2 separate regions of the Sus scrofa genome follow, and region 2 is linked to region 1. The links are chromatin contacts, called in public Hi-C maps. All regions are on one chromosome and are shown on one strand. The core of a region is the stretch at or near the end of the contact, and the rest is flanking DNA. Distances in the headings are between cores, read along the strand shown.

What was found. A called contact is a pair of places that touch in the nucleus more often than the background predicts.
Region 2: a Hi-C map of heart right ventricle shows a contact between it and region 1, with 1.8 times the contacts expected there. The contact joins two enhancer-like sites. A contact is called at or near these places in 3 of 47 Hi-C or Micro-C datasets (epiblast stem cells, fetal heart ventricle and heart right ventricle).

Annotation. Positions count from the first base shown.
Region 1 is chr16:54,661,112-54,667,685 of Sscrofa11.1, reverse strand. The region is part of intron 3 of SLIT3 (slit homolog 3 protein); the gene reads right to left. Among named protein-coding and RNA genes, the nearest start is that of SLIT3, 110 kb to the right of the region's middle. Within about 2 kb of position 3,090, at least 4 of the 83 cell types and tissues checked have an H3K27ac peak or open chromatin away from gene starts, as enhancers often do.
Region 2 is chr16:54,733,862-54,741,351 of Sscrofa11.1, reverse strand. The region is part of intron 4 of SLIT3 (slit homolog 3 protein); the gene reads right to left. Among named protein-coding and RNA genes, the nearest start is that of SLIT3, 190 kb to the right of the region's middle. Within about 2 kb of position 3,236, at least 2 of the 83 cell types and tissues checked have an H3K27ac peak or open chromatin away from gene starts, as enhancers often do.

The sequences.
Region 1 (6,574 bases), core at 1,841-4,340:
AGAGGCTTCTAGATCTTTCCCCGTGGGATGCTCAGCACGTGCACGGCATATTCCACCTCAGGGAGCCTGTGGCCAAGGTGGGGCTGAAAGGCAAAGGTCTGTCACGAGTACGAACCCAGCATGCTTGCTGCCACTCCGCTGTCACGAGCCTCGAAGAGACATCACTCACTGGGGACAACATTCTTTCCCACGAACCTCAGACAGGCTCTTGAGCTTTTCTCATGACGCGCTGGCTCCAGGCAGCCAGTGCCAAGGGATGGAAAGGACATGTGAAAGGGGTCCCTACACACAAATAAAACACCAGAGAGAAGAGTCCAGACCCTAAGTCGGGGCTGGGCGGGGCGGGGCAGGACTAGACGGCAGTTGTTCCAGGAACAGGGAAGAGGATGGGACACATCACTGTGGGTTAAGGGACTAACGGGAATCCCTGCCCGTCTGGCTCTTTGGACCAGAGCCGGGCTGTGTTATGACTTTCGTGAGCCTTTGGCACTTCTGCCTCAGTGGGTACCCGCCCCATTAAAAAAAATAAATATTGTATTTTATGACTGTTTTTGGTATACAAACAAATATATTCATATTATATATCATTCACTTTGACCCGAACACTCTTTTTTTTCCTGTTAATTTTCAAAGACATTAAACCATTTTTATGGGTCCCTAAAAAGTACTGTTGGCCCTGGGCAGTGTTCCTGCTGTGCCCAATGGGGAAGGGACCACAGTCTAGGTGTGCAGTGTGGCTGGGGGGAAAATTCAGCCCAGTACAAATGCCCTATGTTGGAGGCTGCCCACAGAGCCGGACTCCCTCCTGAGCATGGTCCTTGGTGACGTGATGCCCACAGAAAAGGCGGCCGTCTGAGTTTCCGGGCAAGGGGGTGGAGGGCAGTGAGCCACGGTGGGTCTCCACGGAGGCTGCTCTCCCAGGAATGGGAGGCCAAGAGGGAGAGCCCGTGCCTGCTCCCAGGCCTCTCTGTCCAAGCATCTTCAAGCCCGCTCCGTGATGCGCACACCAGGGTCCCCAGATCTCCTGACCCCAGAATCTTCAGACTATCACGCCCCAGAATCTCCTGGTACAAAAGAGCAGTTTACAGCCTGGCTGAATTTCTCCACTTAGAGTAAACCGTGCATGTTTGGCTACGTGGGATAATTATTAGCCCAGCTTGGAGCTAAGCAAACTGACGAGAAGAAAAGGTGAGCTTCTTCTCAGCTTCGGACTCCAAAGCCCACGCTCCCCACACTGCTCCAAGCTGGCAGGATTCCCGGCGGCGGGGAGGGTGGGGGATGATTCTGCTCTTTTCCCCTTTTCATTCCAGGTTAAGCGACAAAAACTTGAGAGGGACAGGAGACTAGAAGGAAGTTTAAAAGGGCAGAGCATGTGACGGGAGCATTTAAGATCCAGCAATCCCACTCCTGGGCATCTATCCAGAGAAAACCACGACTCGAAAAGACACAAGCACTCTAATGTTCACTGCAGCACTATTTGCAATAGCCAAGACATGGAAACAACCTCAATGTCCATCGACAGAGGAGTGGATCCAGAAGATGTGGTACATATACACAATGGAAGATGACTCAGCCATTCAAAGGAACGAAATACCGGCATTTTTAGCAACATGGATGGACCTAGAAACTGTCATGCTGAGTGAAGTCTGTCAGACAATGAGACACCAACATCAAATGCTTTCACTGACATGTGGAATCTGAAAAAAGGACACAATGAACTTCTTTGCAGAACAGATACTGACTCACAGACTTTGAAAAACTTATGGTTTCCAAAGGAGACAGGTTGGGGGGTGGGGGGAATGCGCTGGGGGTGTGGAATGGAAATCCTATAAAATTGGATTGTGATGATCATTGTACAACTATAAATGTAATAAATTGAGTAATAATTTAAAAAAAAAATCCCCTCTGAGAAGAAGGAGGCTCTGGTCAGAAGCCTGTGGCTCCACCCTGCAAGGGCTCAGGATGGTCGGGGGGCAGGTGGGGAGCAGCGGTGCGTGGGTGAGACTCCTGTCTGGGAGGAAGCCAAAGAGAAGGATGGCAAGCTGGACAAGCTCAGCTCCATTTCCCTGCACCCCCCCCCAACCAAAACGCAGACCTGACACCCCGCGCTTTCTTCTTTTTCGTTCTTGTTCAACTATGGCTAAAACAAAAGCCATAACATAAAATGGACCACCTTAACCAGTCCTCTAGTTCTGTAGTATGAAGTGTATTCCCACCACTATACGAGGGATGTCCGGGGCTGTTTCACGGTGCAAAACTGAAACACTGTGTTCGTTAAACAACAGCATCCCACTCCGCCAACCCCCTCGGCCCTGGCAGCCACCACTGGCGTCTCTATGGATTTAACCAGTGCTCTTTTGCTCACTCCTCATATCTGCTCTTTGTGAGTTTCTGTTGTTACAGTGGGAAGAAAGAGGGGAGCCCAGAGGAGAGAAGGATGAGGCGGGGGAGTCTGCCTCCTTGTTTAGAGAAGTTCCCCTACGGTCCTTTCTAACACGTGGGAGCACTGGTCCCCGAAAAGGCGTGGTGCTATGACTTTGAGGCCAGCTGACCTGGGTTCAGGTCTGGCTGCACCGTGCTCTTGCTGTGGGGCCTCAGTTTCCCATCTTGCAAAATAACCCTATTCAGCGGTTGCAATAAGTCTTAATGATACAATGTATGCATAAGCATCTAACTTAGCAATAAGAGCCATAATCACTAAACCGAGTTCAGTCCTAACTGCAGATGCTACGCTTCATGCTGGAGAGGTAGGATCTCAGGCAGCACAGCTTCGAGCCTGGTGTCATCATTACCTGCGCCTAAAGGATGAGGACACCGACACCTAGAGTGGCAGAGGGCATTCTGCGAGGTTACGGCGTGAGGAAGCGGCAGAGGCAGGATCTGGACGCAGGCTGTTTGCCTCCAGACCCCTGGTTCTCAACCACCGTGTCATTCGAAACCCTTCAATCAGTGCCGGCTTCCTTTCCCTCTGTTTTCCCCTTCCTCACCTTCTTTCTGTCTCTGTTTCCTTCCAGCCAAGGCTGCCGCCTCCTCCATGCCAGCCCAGGCCACCATCCCCCCCGAGTACACGTCCCTCCCCCAGAAGGATGCTCTTGGTGTCCCTAAGGCCAGAAGCGGGTCTCTATGTGGTGGAACCAGCCTCTTCTGTCACGGCCGCACAAAGCCTGGTGAGAGTTACGCTCAGACAACCAACGCCACGGTCTAGGCAAAAAGTCCTGACATCCAGCCCACCACTGCCTGCAGCGGGCAGGGCACTGAGTGCGCTGAAAGCTCAAAACCAGAGCTGAAGCTAAAAATAAAACCAGCTTGGCTCCGAGGCTCCAGGAAGGGAAGGAATCGTTTTCAGTTCTTTGCCGGTACTTGCGGCCGGACAAAAATAAAAACAACCAAATTTAGCCAATGGTGCGCTGCCTGCTGGTTGAGAAACCCGAATGAGGATTCCAGGGGGCCTGGGCTGGGCTCTTTCCCCAGAGCCTCGGGGTCTTTCCGCCTGGGCTTGGGCGGGCTGCGTGCTGGTTCTCTGCAGCGAGAGCAGCCTGACATTACATTTCACTTCTAGCTCATCCCATTCCAGGATTTATTCATGTGTATTTAGTGAACCTGGTCGGCCTCAAAGGGCTTTCTGGAGGGGCTGAAGAAGGCGCCGAGCTGCACAAGCGGCACTTCTCACGTGGCTGCTGCAAGAGCAGCTCCTGAACAGGAAAGAGACAGAGTGAAACGTGCTATTCTCCTGACAGGGGAACAGGTAAGCGCTGGGTGGCAGACGTGGCAACAGGCCATGGTGACCTCCATCACTCATGCCATCTTCTGCTCTGTCACCCTGGGCCCAGAGATGGAAATCTGTCAGAGTTCAAGCTGGATGGAGACAAGGACGGGAAGGCACCTGTGTGAGGGCAGACCCCAGGAGGACGGCGAACAGGATATGGGCGGTTCGATGCCGAGACAAAGCCCACCCAGGGGGTCCTCGGTCCCTCCAAGATCGACCTCCTTCTCAGCTTTCCTGCATCAAGGTCAAAAAGCCACCAGCTGCTAGTTGCAAAGTCATCTCCTACTCTGAGCCTGAACTGTGACACTCTAAGGAACAGAGCCTTGTCTTTGGGGTACCACGGATGACCTCCCTGGAGGCACCTGGGTGTAAGATCTAATTAGAGATTCTTGCCGCTTTATTGAATGCACTCATTTATCTAGCCATTCAACCCATGCAACCATCAATTTATCAGTTCCTACAACCACCCTCTACCCATCTGTCTGTCCATCCATCCATCCACCCGTCCCCCTTTCTATCCAATCATTCACTTATCCATACATCTACCCATCAGTCCATCTATCCATCCATCCATCCTCCCAGTCGTTTTTCAGTATGAACATACAAAGATGAATAAGATAGAGTCCCTTTCTGCGTCTGCATGAATAATATGTAGATAAAGAAGAACGTTAGATGCTAGTGAAGAAGACATGAAAACACAAATTTGCAGCATTACCTGGTAAGCAAAGATCTTGTGGGAACGCAGAGCAGGAGCATTAAACCTACACCTGGGAAAGGAAGGCTTCCCAAACCAAGTGGCCTGGAGTTTATTTTCGAAGCATAATTGTGACTGATCAGGAGATGGGGACAAAGGGTTCGAAATGCTGAGTGCACCCTGGGCAGGGGCATGAGGACCAGGGGACTGAGAAGCATGGGGGGGGGCCCACAGGGCCACCTTGCTGGGACTCGAGAAACCCAAGCGATCAAGCTCTAGAGCCAGGCAGGGGTCAGGTCGTGTGGGCCCTTGTGGATCCTGAGAAAGGATCTGGGTGTGGCCGTTTACTGAGAGCCACAGGGAGCCACAGAAGGGGTCAAAGCAAGGGGATGTTTTGAATTTTAAAAAGGGAAACCTGTTTTGGATTTTTTAAGTTCTCCTGAGTAGCAGTAAGCCTGGCTTGGAAGAGGATGGCATCAGAAGCAAGGCAAACCCTTAAAAGAGGACTCCTGGGTGAGGAGTGTGGCTGTGGGAAGCATAAGAGTTGTACTGGAGTGGAGGAGACAGAGGGGAGGTACAGTTAACGGGGCTCTGTGACCAAAAGCACAGGAGGTTAGAGAGAGTTACGGAAGTGGAACCCCGGGGGCCCCTGCTTGGGTAACTGATCCATCGAAATGACCAATCCCTCCTGAAAGAAATAGATAAGAGAGGACCACTGTGCAGAAGGGGTGTGTGTCTCCATTCAGGCTTTCTAAACTACCGGGACCCCTCAAATATGTTTTGACAACTAGCAACGTGGCCGGGAATAGCATTAAGACCATGAGTCAGATGCTGGACTAGGCGCTTCCCAGGCACCATCTCATGAAATCCCCCTCGCAAGTGCTACGAGGCCGGTACTCTCAGTCACCCCAGAGGAAACAAGGGCCTAAGAAGGTTAAGGCACTCACCCCAAGTCAAACTGGACCCAAGTGATGGGCTTTGAACCCAGTCATTTGATGCCAAACGTGTGCTCTTAGTCACCATGGATAACAATGGCATTTAGTTTAGCTGTCGTTACAGACTGTCTCAGTGTATCCTCATGTGTAGGTCTCGCCGTCCCATTAAGTTCTGGAGGTGCTTGAGAGCGAGAAATAGACCTTTTATCTGGTGAGCCATTCTGAGCGGACACAGCCCCAGGCAGACAAGGGGGCCTTCAAGAAGGGCCTGCTGAATTTCAGGAATCCATCATAAGGTGGGGACGGCTGATGAGGGGAGCCAGAAAAATCAACAGTCTCCCTGGGCTGGCAGAAGGGAGCCATCTGGTTTGCAGGTGACCAGGACTCCCAGAGGGCCCAGTTGCTCAAGTCCATCTGCATCTTTCAGAATCTTCTTGGAGACGCAACTCTCAGACTCACCTGCCTCGCCGCTGACCTGCTGAGCAGCCAGCCGAGCAGGGGTGGGGCCAGTGCTGCCCCTCCTGGGTGCAGGAAGGATGACAGAAGCAGGCCCCAGCACCCATGCAGCCAGCGCCTCCCCTTCCTCAGGGAGCTGTGGGATGTCCAGCTGCCCAGGCGTGGCCTGAGGGAGAGAGGACGCCAAAGGGTGCTAATTTCTGAAGGTCACCAGGACTGTTGGCTTTAGCAATGTTATCAGTTGGGTCCCCTTCTCCAGGCACTTGCGTGGGCAGCCTGGAGGCCTGTCAGGTCTACTGGGACTTTCAAAAACACTAACAAGGGCCAAAGCAGCTTTCAACTCGGAGCGGAAGCTCCAAGCTTCTCCCAGCAGAGGGACAGACAGACCCAAGTCTTCCCGGCAGACCCCAAGAGAAGGGCGGAAATCAAACTCAGAGGCCTGGAATCCCAGCTCAGAGGTGGTCCCCTCATCCACGAGGACGTACAGGTGTCACGATCCATCAGGGGAAGAAGTCTGAGCAGAAGAGAGTCAAAAGAGCAGAAAACCCTGAACAAGAGTTGCTGGCAGAGTTGCTCACTGTAGCCGCTGGCAGCCCAGTATTTTCTGGGTTTCCTCATCTGCCAAACAAATCCAGTTCCCTGCTGTGCAAATTTTCATAATGCAAACTGGAGGGACCTTGATCAGTTCAGCCAGGAACCCTGTGCTGATTATTGGTCTACACC
Region 2 (7,490 bases), core at 1,987-4,486, 74 kb before region 1:
TAATACACTGGCCGACTCAGAGCCAAGGTCTTGAGTTCCACTAGAACAGCCTTCTTCATCCTTGCCTTGCCTTGCAGGTGACCCTTGGAAACTATCCCACCGAAATCTCACACAGGAACATTTCCGCCACGAGCACACGCGGCTCTCTTAGGAAACAGCATCCACCAGAGAATGATTTTCTGACCTTCCTGATGGTTTGATAAAGGTCCTCCAACTGACATAAGGCTTGGTTATGTTAATGACTAGAAACTGTTATCAGGCTGATTAATGCCGCCATTGTTTAAAACAATGATTCACCCAGCAGGGGATGCTGGTTTCATGACAACTGGCGGGAACAAGACACAGTCATTTTTCTGTGACATTGATGTTCCCTCCAACAGGTGGGCAGTAGCAGCAGAGCCCATTCATATCCCGTTTTAGCCACACAGTTGGCAGATATGCAGGGGCAGCAGGAAAGGGATGGAGGGACTTGCCTTTGGCTGACACCCATGGTGTGATGCCTCTGTGGCTCTCCTGCCTTCTCTCCTATGGAGGTTCCCAGGCTAGGGGTCAAATTGGAGCTACAGCTGCCAGCCTACACCACAGCCCCAGCAACGCAGGATCTGAGCCACATCTGTGACCCCACACCACAGCCCATGGCAACGCCAGATCTTTAACCCACTGAGCGAGGCCAGGGATCAAACCCGCAACCTCATGGTTCCTAGTCGGATTTGTTTCTGCTGTGCCACGACGGGAACTCCATTCCCTCCAATCTTAACATCAACTTTCTCAAAGAGTGGGTGCTCACCTGAGTTGCTACTTAAGTGATTTCCTGGTTCACCTGACTTGGATGGTTTTCCTGCAGCATTGCCAAGTAAAACCGGCTCCGTTCAAGAAACCACACCAAAGACAACCTTATCAGAACATTTGTTTGCTATACTATTTAAAGAAAGAAAAAAATGATCAGCTAATTGATGAGGGAGAGGTACTAAAATCCCTTTTCATCATAAGGGCCCTTCACGTTTGTACCACTTGCCAGCCTCCAAATCCATCTGTGGATCTGGCTATTTAAAACCCTCCTCTAGTTGCAGGAACAGAACAGAATCAAGAAGGATGTCTTCTTAAGGAGAAACGTAAAGAGAACCTCACCTTTCCTCTCATTTAAAATGAGGCTTAACTTGATCTTTCAGGAAACCTAACTGATCACTGATAAAAAGTTAGTCATCAGCTTGGGATGGTGCAATAAGACATAAGATGGAACAACAGCAGGGCCTGATTTTCTAGCCTTGTCCATCTTCCTCAAATAGTTGCTCTGGAAGCACAGACTTTGGAGAAATCTGTGTGTGTGTGTGTGTGTGTGTGTGTGTGTGTGTGTGTGTGTGTGTGTTGGGGGGGGCAGGTAGTGATTTCTACCTAGTGCTGCCCACCACTGGCCCAGGAGGAGAGAGAAGGTAATGTGACAACAGAAACAAGAGTGATTTAAATGCTATGCTGCTGCTTTGAGGATGGAGAAAGGGGCCATGAGCCAAGTGATGCAAGCAATCTCTAGAACCTGGAAAAGGCAAGGCAATGGGTAGCCTAGAGCCCCCAGAAGGAGTATGGCACTAACAATGCCTTGATTTCAATGCAGTGAAACCCATTTCAGACTTCTGACCTCAGAACTGTAGGATGATAAATTTGTGTTTCTTTATGCCACTACAGCCATAGTAATTTGTTACAGCAGCTGTAAGAAACTAAGACACGTGATTCAAGATTTTCCTACCTGGCACACATCCCTCTGCTCTGTGCCCACCTCCACAGCTGCAGCTATCTGTGCTTAGCTTCCCACTGGTATTTACCCACCACAGTCCTGGCTTAACCACCTCTGACCTACCACCCACATGCAGCATCCAGCTAGTCCCCTTCCTCCTGTTTTAGTGCTGCCGGATCTGATCCTAGCATTTAGGTCTCAGGATTGATACAGGATCTTCTCTTATGAACTGAGCCTCCATTTCTTGGGAATGTACTGTGCGATCTCTTACTTCTCATAACTACCCACCAAATGGAACATACTATATTCCCCCCTGCCCCAGAATGCAATAAGGAAGCTAAAGTTAGAGAGGCATTAACTTGTCCAAATTTACACAGCTGCTAAGTGGTAGAGCCAGGATTATAATCCAGATATGTCAAACTGCTAAGGTATGTTCTCAAAGACTCTTCAGCACAACCACACTCATGAGAGGCCCCAGGAGCTGTGGCTCAGAGCCTCATCTCTTAACCACAGTGGCTCAGACTTAACTCTAGACATCCCCAAACCTACACTTTTTGGATGACAGTTGAAATGGACTCAGTCTCAACTTGATTTCATTCAAGAGAGGGCAAGAATAAATTCGAGTTCTTGAGTGACGCAGCCTGTATAGCTTTAGACTCCTCAACCACGGTGACATCAAATACCCCCAACCCCTACCCCTGCGGACTTGTGTCTACTGTGTACGTGCCTCAAACACCTGACTTTTCCGCAGGGAGATGCTCCCATTACCCTCAAAGGGCTAGGGTCTGTGTTCAACACTCAGAATTGAAAGGGCTTGGCTCTCACAGTCTGCCAGCGTTCACAAGATCATTCATCTCGATATTCCTTGTTGCCCTGGATACCCATTTGGAGGCTATTCTATGAGGTGAACACAGTCTCATCATTAACAGTCTCTAAAACCCCACTGTCTGTAAATATGGGAGAGACAAAGGGAAAAACACTCAACACTTCTTTCTGGTTGGAAGGCTTTTCCTTGTGAGTGATTTTTCTTTGTGAGTGATTTTTCTTAGGAAGTGGTTCTGTTCACAAGTCACGGGGTTTTAGAGTAGGAGGGGCCCCTTAGTGACGGACTAGAGATGCTAATGTCACAGATAATGACCTAGCGAGGAAATCAGGAGCAGCTCTGATTCCTAGTTCAGAGCCTTCTTCCTCTCCCTCAAGTCATCACCTGACTCTCCAATTCTACTGGCTTCTCAGAGAATTCGAGGGCAGCTCATAAGCTACCCTGAGGCACTCATTCTGCTTGGAAGATGGTAGCTCCTTTTCCCATCCCCCTAAAATACAAGGGTGACGTCTTGTTGCCTTTCACTGAGCTGAGAGTGAGGAGTTGACCAGCTTGGCCCCAAAGTGCCCTATAGATAATGCTGCTTCTGAAGTCTGCCTCACGAGGGCCTATGTTTAGGTGCTTCCAGATAGGGAGCGTGTTCTGAAATAGAACTCAAAGTGAAGGCTGTCACAGGACCGCTGGGAGCACAATCAGATGTTATTACACACTTAGACGACGCAAGCCAAGGTCTCAGACCACACGCTCAAGGGGAGGACCTGGAATAACTATTTGGTTGTCTGTAAAGCTGTCATTATTCCAACCTTGAAATTAAAACAAGGCCACCCCAGTCTCTGGGGTCAGGGAAGCTATTTTTGCAACGTGTCTGCCTTTTGCATGTGTACCATCAAAGCCCTGGGCTCTGGTACCCAGCGTCCTCCTGGCTCATCACAGCGTTTCTCTGACTTGAGGAAAGAACTCTTGGGAGCCATGTGGTTCCACTGGTTCGTGTCTACAGGATAGCTCATGCTGCCCTCCAGTAAGCTACCTCTGTAGCCCCGTGAAAAACAAGGGTGAGGCCGTACAAAGAGACGCAGAAGAGGATGGAAGAATTTGACCATCTTCCTCCCCAGAGCATGGCCACATGGTCATACTGTCCCCTTTATTTTTTAGGCCACTAGTGACACCATTGCCATCTCCTGGAACAATGAGGACTGGCCTGCAGCCTACTGGCATCTGGGGATTAGTTGGGTCTTTATTGGTCAGTGTCTAGTACTGATATTTCAAAGTCAAATATGCTTGCTTCCCCTCAACCATGATCATCCTTGGGAACTATAAATTTAAGCACATAAAACGGACCCCCAAAGAAATGGGTTCGCCTGAAGAACCCTTGAACACTTAACTCTGTAGAAAGCTATTTCTAAAATCTGAACCTTGAGTATAAAGAATCCGCTACATTTAGTCTGGGAAATAACTCCCTCTTATAATAGGTGGTTATATTGAGAAGGCTAAGATGATTAGTGATGCACACACATAGACAGAGAAGCAGAGCTGCTGCAAGAAAATCCATTGTCATTGAAGGAATGCAAAAAAGGCATCTCTGCTGAGCAGATAAATGAGAAAAAGCCTCCCTTTCCCTTGGGAAGACGCAGGCTCAGGGATGATTTTGCAAGTGAATCAGGAGATGGATTTCAGACCCCACCTGCACCTTCCAGAACGTGGAAAGGACAGGTGTAGTAGATACCGAATGCAAACATAGTTAGAAATTGCTAGAACTTGAGTGATTGTTATGTCATCAGAGGAGAGAAAACTTCTGGAGCAACAGAAAAACCTCAAAGGAAAAATAATCATCAGTAGCATCACCTTAAAAGTGATGACTCTGTAGGGAGTTCCCGTCATGGCTCACCAGTTAAGGATCCTGACTAGGATCCATGAGGACATGGGTTTGATCCCTGACCTCGCTCAGTGGGTTAAGGATCCGGCGGTGCCGTGAGCTGTGATGTAGGTCACAGATGCGGCTCAGATCCCGTGTTGCTGTGGCTGAGGTGTAGGCCAGTGTCAGCAGCTCCAATTTGACCCTTAGCCTAGGAACTTCCATATGCCGTGGATGCAGCCCTAAAAAACAAACAAACAAACAAAAAAGATGACTATGTAAATCTTTGGTGTCATCCTTTCCACTTTCCTTTTTCAAATGCACACATATTTATAAAGAATCCCAAGATGGCAATGTCCTGTGCATACCGTTCATGGCCTTTGTGTTTTGCCTATTACGTCCTGCCCATTTTTGCATGTGAACGAAAATATATCTCCGGTGTCACATCACCTACAACAGCAATGCAGCATTATCTTGAATCGTAATGCATTTGGCCAACCCTGGGATCAGAATTTCAGGTTAACCAGTTCACTTAATTCCTGCCTTGGACACTTGAAAAACCTTCTGGTTAGAAAGAGAAGCTAAAGGAACGCCAAAGAGCAGAGTGAAGATGGAGCTGTGTGACGAACAGCACGGGGTGGGGAACGCCCTTCTTTTAGAGACTATACCCAGGGCAAGCTCGGTCCTGGCAGCTTGTTCCTGACTTGCAGTGAAGGTTGACTTCGCTGCCCACTGGTCACTCTGCCTCCACGATTAGGCACATCCCTGGCTTGCACGCCCACTAAGCCAGATGCCCTTGTCAGAATCCACTGACAAGTGACAGCTGGCTGCAACTGAGACAGCTTGTTCTGCACCCCTCTCCCTGCAAGCATCCCCCTCCACCGAGGTTTTTTTTTTTTTTTTTTTTCTTTTCCCCAAAGTAGAAAAAAGACAGATAAGAATGTCACTTCCATTTGTGCCTGGGCACCACTGAATTCCTCCCAACAAATGCATTCCTTCCATACCTGTCCATCAGCTTGAGAGGAGCAAGGTCTGGGAACAGGGGCTCGCATTTCCTGAGCAGAGGTCTTTATCTTTCCTCAGGTAGAGATGAAACCAGCTTGCGAACCAGCTGATGAAACCTGCTTCTGGCCCGGCTGCTGGAAGAGCACATCAGCTGGGGGCGCAGAGGTCACACTCCTTGGGGGCTTCATTTTGGTGAGCTTGCTTTTGAGCTCATCTCCTGACAACATGTTTGCATGGGGACCCAGAGAGAGACCCTGCAGCAGGAGACACCACACTTACCAGGGGAGACTGGTCCCAGAGGCCATGCTGGATTCCAGCTTGCCCAGGCACGTGGTTTAACCTCCCAACTTAGAAGAACATCTGCTCACCCAAGATCCTGGGCTAAGGTTTTATTTTAAGTCATTCAGCTTGGGCATCCTATTTGAGTTCTGAAGTGACAAGGGCTCTGAAGAATTAAAAAGCAACCGTATAAAAGAGAGAGGCAGGAGAGTCGGGGATGGGGACTAGAAGAGGAAGCCGGTAGGTGGGGCTCCGGGGGGAGAGAAAGAAAGATGCAAACCTCACCAGGGAACGCCAGGACGTTACTGAAGGTAAAATACAGAGTAATCTTCAGAACCTCTTCTCTTATTACCAACTAACAGCAACACCGAAAGAGTTAACATAAGAAACAACTGGGATTCAGAGCCAGGGGACTTCAGTGGTGACATCACGAAGAGCAGAGCCTGCGCTGGGCTGACCCTCTCACAAATGACAGCGTGGTTCACACGGAGTGCTGCCTTCCGCGAGCTCTCCCACAGCAGCTCTGCTCACGGCCACAGGCTCTGCCCTCTTGACCCCGAGGTATCAACCACCCAAGGCGCCAGGGGCAAGGGGCAAAGCTGGGGGTACGTGAACCTGCCCGGGAGTGTCTGAAGTTTCCTCTAATGAGGCTCTGATGAGTCAGTGTCTTTGGGTGACAGCAGACAGCCTTGGCCGGAGGGTGGCCACAGACGGGGACTGCCTCAAGCCTTGCCCCTGGCTGCCCAGATTTTTCTCCTCCACTTAACCAGGCGACCCTGTGATCCATTAGTCACCCTTTACTGAGGTCCACCGGGAGGCATCAGGACTGCATGACCCACATAATCACAATGAAAAGTCTGCTCTGACTTCACTGATTCAAGTGATTCAGACAAAACTTTCCCCAGACAACCGACCATGGCTTCTTCATCAGGGCTGGTCGGAGAGTTCCTCTCACTGACCTCAGTCACAGGCTGCTAAGAGGCACACGTCTATCCTCCAAGCCTATGGAGAAGCCATTTTCAGATGGTGGCTCTCACTTCCAGTCACCATCACAAAGAAGGCAAAAGGCAAATGCAAATGCTCTGTATGAAGTTAAGATGACCAGAAAAAAAAAAAAAAAATCTTGGGGAGTTGCCGTCGTGGTTCAGCAGTTAACGAACCTGACTAGTATCCATGAAGACACAGGTTCGATCCCTGGCCTTGCTCAGTGGGTTAAGGATCCCGAGTTCCCATGAGCTGTGGTGCAGGTCACAGATGCAGCTCGGATCTGGCGTTGCTATGGCTGTGGAGTAGGCCAGTGGCTACAGCTCCGATTGGACCCCTAGCCTGGGAACCTCCATATGCCGTGGATGTGGCTCTAAAAAGCAAAACCAAATCAAACAAACAAACAAAAAAAAGAGGTTAAGATGACCCATGAGAAGGATCTGAAGGGTAGAGTCATAAAATCAGGGACTTTGCTTTCCAATGCAAAGAACATTAAAACCAGGCACAGTCCTTAAAATCAGCGGAAAATCCCGACCCCAGCCTGCACTTTCCACTGCTAGCAGAAAGGCAAGTGCATTTTAATTTTTAAAAGGAGGTAAGACCCATGAGCAGCCCTGTACAGAGCAAATGGTTTAGTTTTGTCTCCAGGGCTCAAATGAAATGTCTCTCAAATTGCATAGGGTATGGCCATCTCTCTCTAGAATCAGCAGATTTCAGGTAGAAAAACAAAACCAGAAGTAGACAGTCAGCGTTAAACCATTCAGCCTCTGATCGAACCCTTTTCTCAACCAAATCTTCCTGAGCCAGAGTAGGAATTC